Regions from separate parts of the Mus musculus genome. Here region 2 is linked to region 1. Evidence: chromatin contacts called from public HiCAR-type data. All regions are on one chromosome and are shown on one strand. The core of a region is the stretch at or near the end of the contact, and the rest is flanking DNA. Distances in the headings are between cores, read along the strand shown. Region 1 overlaps Lrmda (leucine rich melanocyte differentiation associated). Region 2 overlaps Kcnma1 (potassium large conductance calcium-activated channel, subfamily M, alpha member 1).

What was found. HiCAR-type assays count read pairs that join an accessible place to other places.
Region 2: a HiCAR-type map of fibro-adipogenic progenitors shows a contact between it and region 1, with 2.9 times the contacts expected there. The contact joins two enhancer-like sites. A contact is called at or near these places in 1 of 484 Hi-C or Micro-C datasets (uterus) and 1 of 115 datasets of contacts at active chromatin or transcription factors (fibro-adipogenic progenitors).

The regions. Positions count from the first base shown.
Region 1 is chr14:22,813,785-22,816,590 of GRCm38.p6, forward strand. All of the region lies in intron 5 of Lrmda (leucine rich melanocyte differentiation associated), which reads left to right. Among named protein-coding and RNA genes, the nearest start is that of Gm30926, 14 kb to the left of the region's middle. Within about 2 kb of position 1,412, at least 63 of the 459 cell types and tissues checked have an H3K27ac peak or open chromatin away from gene starts, as enhancers often do. A contact at or near this core is called in fibro-adipogenic progenitors and uterus, where this site is marked.
Region 2 is chr14:23,493,169-23,495,974 of GRCm38.p6, forward strand. Kcnma1 (potassium large conductance calcium-activated channel, subfamily M, alpha member 1) reads right to left here. Exons shown (of 28, transcript NM_001253364.1): 14 at 1,371-1,526. Among named protein-coding and RNA genes, the nearest start is that of 5430425E15Rik, 16 kb to the right of the region's middle. Within about 2 kb of position 1,368, at least 40 of the 459 cell types and tissues checked have an H3K27ac peak or open chromatin away from gene starts, as enhancers often do. A contact at or near this core is called in fibro-adipogenic progenitors and uterus, where this site is marked.

The DNA.
Region 1 (2,806 bases), core at 162-2,661:
TCGGCCTTGGAGGAAATTAGTGAGAGCCAGCTTTTTTTTTCTTTTTTCTTTTTTTTTTAAGACGTTTAGGATATTAAAGTGAAATGTGAAGAGGATATTGAAATAGGGAGATAGCTTTGCCAGGGGGTAGGGGTGGGGGCGGTGCTGTTACCCAAATGCAATGTCCCCCCTCTCTCTACTGGGAATGTGCAAAGTTTAACCCATTTACGCAGACTCCTTATAGAAATGCAAAGGAATTGGTATAAGCCATACAATACATTACAGAAGGCAGCCTGGCTTTGCCTTGGGACCTAAGTTTGTGTGAGAGGCATGCTTCCCCTTCTAGGCCAGGTTTCAGAATATCCTGACAATGAATCTCCAGGTACAACTTTAAAACAAGTCAGGGCAGTACTGATGCCGTATCTACATTAGCTATCTATTGTATATTTTACTTCTTACCCTTCTGGTTCCAGTCGGGATGCTGCCAATAAATCCTGTGTTACCATTAAAGAGGCCATTCATCACGCGTCCTAATGCGATTAATCAAGATACACCACAGTCCCCTTAAAATGAGATCATTTTGATAAATCATGTATGACATGAAAAGACTTTATTCCTTTTAAGTGCAATTTAGACTGTAATTTTTTCCCTCATTCATGATTCATGGGAGAAACATGGATAAAATTCCCTTGCACAGTTACACCTTATCTACAGCCATAACTCAAAACTGCTTTTAGATGAAAATTCAGAGTCTTATTCACCAAAGCTGAATGCCAGCTCATTATTTTCTGGCATTCAGTAGTCCAAAAATAATGTCCGCGCATTAAACAGCATTCTCTAAAAAAGAAGGAAAAAAAGAAAAAGTTAGAACTGGCTAGGCACCAGGCCCATCAATTATACCCTGTCATCTTTAATAAGGAAGATATATCAGATGTCCTCTTGGAGAGTCTGTAAGAGCTCAGCCTTCTCTGCCCCCATTTAGAATGATCTGGAAACAAAAATGGCGGTGACAGAAAAGGCAAGGTTTCAGCTACCTCCCAGGACTAATCTGTTGCTCAAGGCTCGAAAGAGTTGGATTTTGTGTTCCTCTCCCTGGTATGGGTCTTGCTTTCTTCCCCATGCTTACCCCCCCTCCCTCGTTCAGAAGTGACTCTCCCATTTTGTGACGTCTGAGTCTGAGACACAGCCACTACCCCACAGCTGTCACAATAATTTGGGGAACTATATTCATAAGCCTCCAATAGAAAAGTAATTCGAAAATGTGCCTTCTGGTGAGATCCATCAAGTTTAAGGTCACATTTTTGGTTAAAAGGCAGACACTGATGCTATTCATTAAGCTGGGAAACGGCTTGTTTCCCACTAACATTGAAATAAACTCTGGATGAATGTGTAGTCATGCTGGCGCGTGCTCACAGAGGAAGCCAAGGGAAAAGGCAGAGCTGTTTACTTTGGACACGTGAAATCAACAGACTTTCAGGCCTTGCTTAAGACAGGGGCTTGAGAAGATTGGCTAAAACAAAAGAGGACAATTAGAAGCTCACTTGCTTCATAGAGAGACGATATGTGAAGGATCTGCAGTCTCAGAGTTAGAGATCCTCTTGTGCATCTTCAACCCTGGTACCTGTGAATAAGGACCTAACAGTCATGTAGCTTAATCCTCCTGCTGTTCTTGGGGATGTGTTTCGAGGAGTGAAGCAACGCACAATCTTTGGATCAGGATTTGGGCTAACTCAGTGTTACTCATAGCATACACATATCCTATGCAACCCCTTATAACAGAGCGAACATGACAGTTTATTTGCAGTGTCCTGTATGTAGTAATGGTTTCCTAACTAGTCGGACACTCAAGCAAAGATGCCTTGTACCTTAGTCACTTTTTTTATTTTAAATTCATGTGGTTATTTTTTATTGCACTTAGTTCTGTGTCACATAGGCCATTTCTGTGGAAGTGGATGACGCACACTGAGCACACCCCCTTTCTCACATCGATCCTCCCCTTGGTCTGTTGCACTAGTGAGTTTCTCTTGTACTTGCACACCATCTGTACATATATGATTGTCTGTATCTTTACAAACCTTGCGATCCACAAAGAAGAGAAAACATGCAGTACGTATCTTTCTGAGGCTGACTTATTCACTTACTGTAGCTACTTCAGTTGCATCCATTTCCCGGTTAATGGTGTAACTTCATCCTTTTTTAATGGCTTGAAATGTTCCATTGTGCAAGTGCTCCATGCTTTCTTCCTCTGTTCCTCTGCTGTTGGACAGATAGGTAGTTCCCATAACTTAGCTACTGTGAGTAATGCCACAGCAAGCACTGATGTGTAAGTGTCTGGATAATAAGTTTTTAATTCTTAAAAAATTGTATTCATTGGTGCATGTGGCTGTGTGTGTGTGTGTGTGTGTGTGTGTGTGTGTGTGTGTGTGTGTGATGTACATGTTTGAACATGTATCTTGCTGTGTACACCTGGACCAGAAAACAACTTGTAGCAGTGAGTTCTCTCCTCCCACCATGAGGGTCCCTCTGGATATTGAATTCAGTGTGTCTAGCTCAACAGCCAGCACCTTTACCCACTGAGCTGAGTCACCACCACCCACGGTGATAAGTCTTTTCACATAGAACTCACTCTGTAGCTAAGACTAGCCTTGAACTTTTAACAACCCCCTTCCAAAACTTTACCAAAGTTGGGTTTGTAAGCAGGAGCCACTATACCCAGCCACATTCACATTTAAATGGAACCTTTAAGATTTTCCTTCCTCATATAAAGATTGGGTTAACAATTTCAGGTTGGCCTGGCAAGACAGCTCAGTGTGGAGAGCACTTGCTA
Region 2 (2,806 bases), core at 118-2,617, 680 kb after region 1:
GCCCATGTCACATCAACACAAGGAAGGCAGAATCCAGTCCCTCTGACCATGTGCTGGGTCCTGTGAGCAAACCTCTGCTGGAAGAAAACCACCAGGGCTCCACAGAAAGAGCCAGCGCGGTTCTCCTGGTGACAGTTCGTTATCCTAGGTCTGGCCTCCTTGGATTGAACAGACAAGTCCTGGGAGACACATGGCTACATCTGGCTTTGGTGTCCCATCGCTAAACACAGCCACACAGACCTCCCTGTGACTCCCATTTCGCCTGCATTCAGTTTCATCTATGCAGGACACAAAGAGACTGGATTAAAGAAGACATCTAGAGGCACGCAGTAACTTTATTTGTAACTGCGTTTGAACTTGAAGTTCTGTTGAGCTGAGGACTATGGGCACGGAGTAAGCATGAGAGAATGTATTTTCAATCAAGTTGTCGTTCACTATGAACGCTGCTACAAAGATGACAAGCAGGGTCCAACAGGAGTTATTCTCTAAGTCATACTATGAGAACTACAGTGCCAATTACTATTGGTTAAGCAATGCCAATGGCATTGATACAAAAGTAAAGATCTAACAGTCACATTCTAGCTCTAAGTAACACAATTCACCAATGTAGTATGCCACCTTGACTGCCTAAACCCACACTCCAGAAAATTTGCTTGGTCAGGTACCTAGATGCAGAGGCACTCAAGGCCCTGGGTCCTAGAGAACTGGATAGGTTCATTCTCTTCCCCCTACTAGTTGGTCCAGCAGCCATCTGGAGACTGGGAGTGGCTGCCCAGAGAGCTCTGACATGGAGATGAACACATCCAGACTGCACGTCTCTTGGGGTAAAGACTCAGTTCATCTTTTCTTTCTCCATTCAAATAGCCACGGCATGTCAGCCTTACTGGCCTCCTTGATTGTGCAGAAGTAAATAAATGAATTATGTTGTTGGGGTTTGGGCTTCGGCACAAACACATGGTCTGCATTTATCCACACAGTGAGAGGTCCACCAGCCACTTGATATAAAAGAGGAAAATGATAATTCTTTTCTTTAGGCACTCTGGTGCCATATGGAATGTATATAAATCATATTTTTGTTTTAACAGCGGAGGCTTTGTTGATAGATAAACATGTGGTTTATCTAAAAAAAAAGAGAGAGAGAGAGAGGATTGTGCTTTGAACAATCATTTAATGGCCACGGATGTGCCAAATAAAAATAAAAACATAATTTTGAAAGGAGCTGGCCTCTTTCCCAAATCTGTAACAAGGAATTTCTTCTCAACCAGAGAAGTTAAAGCCCGTCGTTCTGTTTTGAGTTTAAGCTGTGCTGTACTCAACCCCACGACAAATGGAATCCTAGGCTAATGTGCTCTAATAAGACAAGACGTTACCTTTATGAATGACCTCATAGAGAAGAGATTGGCAAGCATTGTGGAGAGGCCTTGAGCCAGACAGCTCTGGGCTATGAAACCCAACTTGAGCTCTGCAAGGCATATTGCGTCATCACCCTCTTTCCAGTTCCAGCTGGGGATGTTGAGCAGATGGGCCTGTGGGAATAACAAGAGGTATGAGACCCTGTTCTGCTCCATGTCTGAGTGTCTGAAATCTCTTCTTGGAATTGCTGCATAGTCCAAAAACACCGGGTCATCCAAACTTTTCCTTTCTTCCCTCTTCCTGGGTCTAAGGACTGTTCTATTCTTCTGGTTCATCAGACTTGGGCTTCTTGGCAACATTGCTTCTACACTCACCAGGCCCACATCCTCCTCTCAAGTTTGCTGTTTAGCCAGATTCACCCCAGAGGGGATTTTTCTCTTGTGAGACACACCAGCCCCCAGCATTAAGAAGTCAAGTTAGCTTGTTTTTAAAGTGGCTCTCAAGTATCTCAGATTGCCAGATGCCTGTGTGTCTGTGTGCTCTTGCATTTTTTTCCTGCCTTCTCAATAATCTAGATTAGGGATGTCCCAAACTTGAGTGGGTTTCTGCATACCCTGCAATGTGTACAAAAACTACAGGTTGCTAGCCCCCACCATCCTAAGTTTCTAACTGAGTAGATCTGGGGTAGAGTTGGAGAACCTGTACCTCTACATGTGAGAGGAAATGCTGCTTCCCTGGAGGCCACTGTGCAGCAAAGATAAAGACATCCTACAATCTCTCTCAGATGGACTCTCTTATGGCAAAATTAGGTCAGAGCCCAACTCCCAGGCCCTGAGGTGTGCTCACACAATTATTTGCCAGTGGCATGCAGTGGAGAGTTGTACATGGCAGAGTGAGGGAAAAAACTGAAATTCGGGAAGTTCTCTAGTGTTTGGGGATTTACAAATAACAATAATAAGAGAAGAGAGTTAGAAGATCTAGATGTCAGGGTCAACACTTACATTCAAAAATATTGACTATATAGGTTTGAAACAAGAAGATGGATCTAAGAGAGTGTATGAGAGAGAGAGAGAGAGAGAGAGAGAGAGAGAGAGAGAGAGAGAGAGAGAGAGAGAAGGAGAGAGCAGGGCGCAGCAGTTAAGTGTATAGTTAACTCAAACCTCTATTAGAGGCCATGGGATACAAGACACAGAAAGCCAAAGCTTGCTTGTTATAGTCTCCAGAGCAAAGGGAAACGACTCTTTATTCTATAAGAATAGGCCATGTTCATTCCACAGGATTTGATCCAGTTTTAACAGTCAAACTTGAAGAGCAAAGTGACCAATTGAATAATGGCCAGAGAGCAATGAGGAGGACAAGAGGAGATAAGTGTTCTGGAAAAGATCTCTTGAGAAACAGTAAAACAATCCAGAAATGCTCAAGATACAGAGGGACATCCTTGGGGACATAGGCT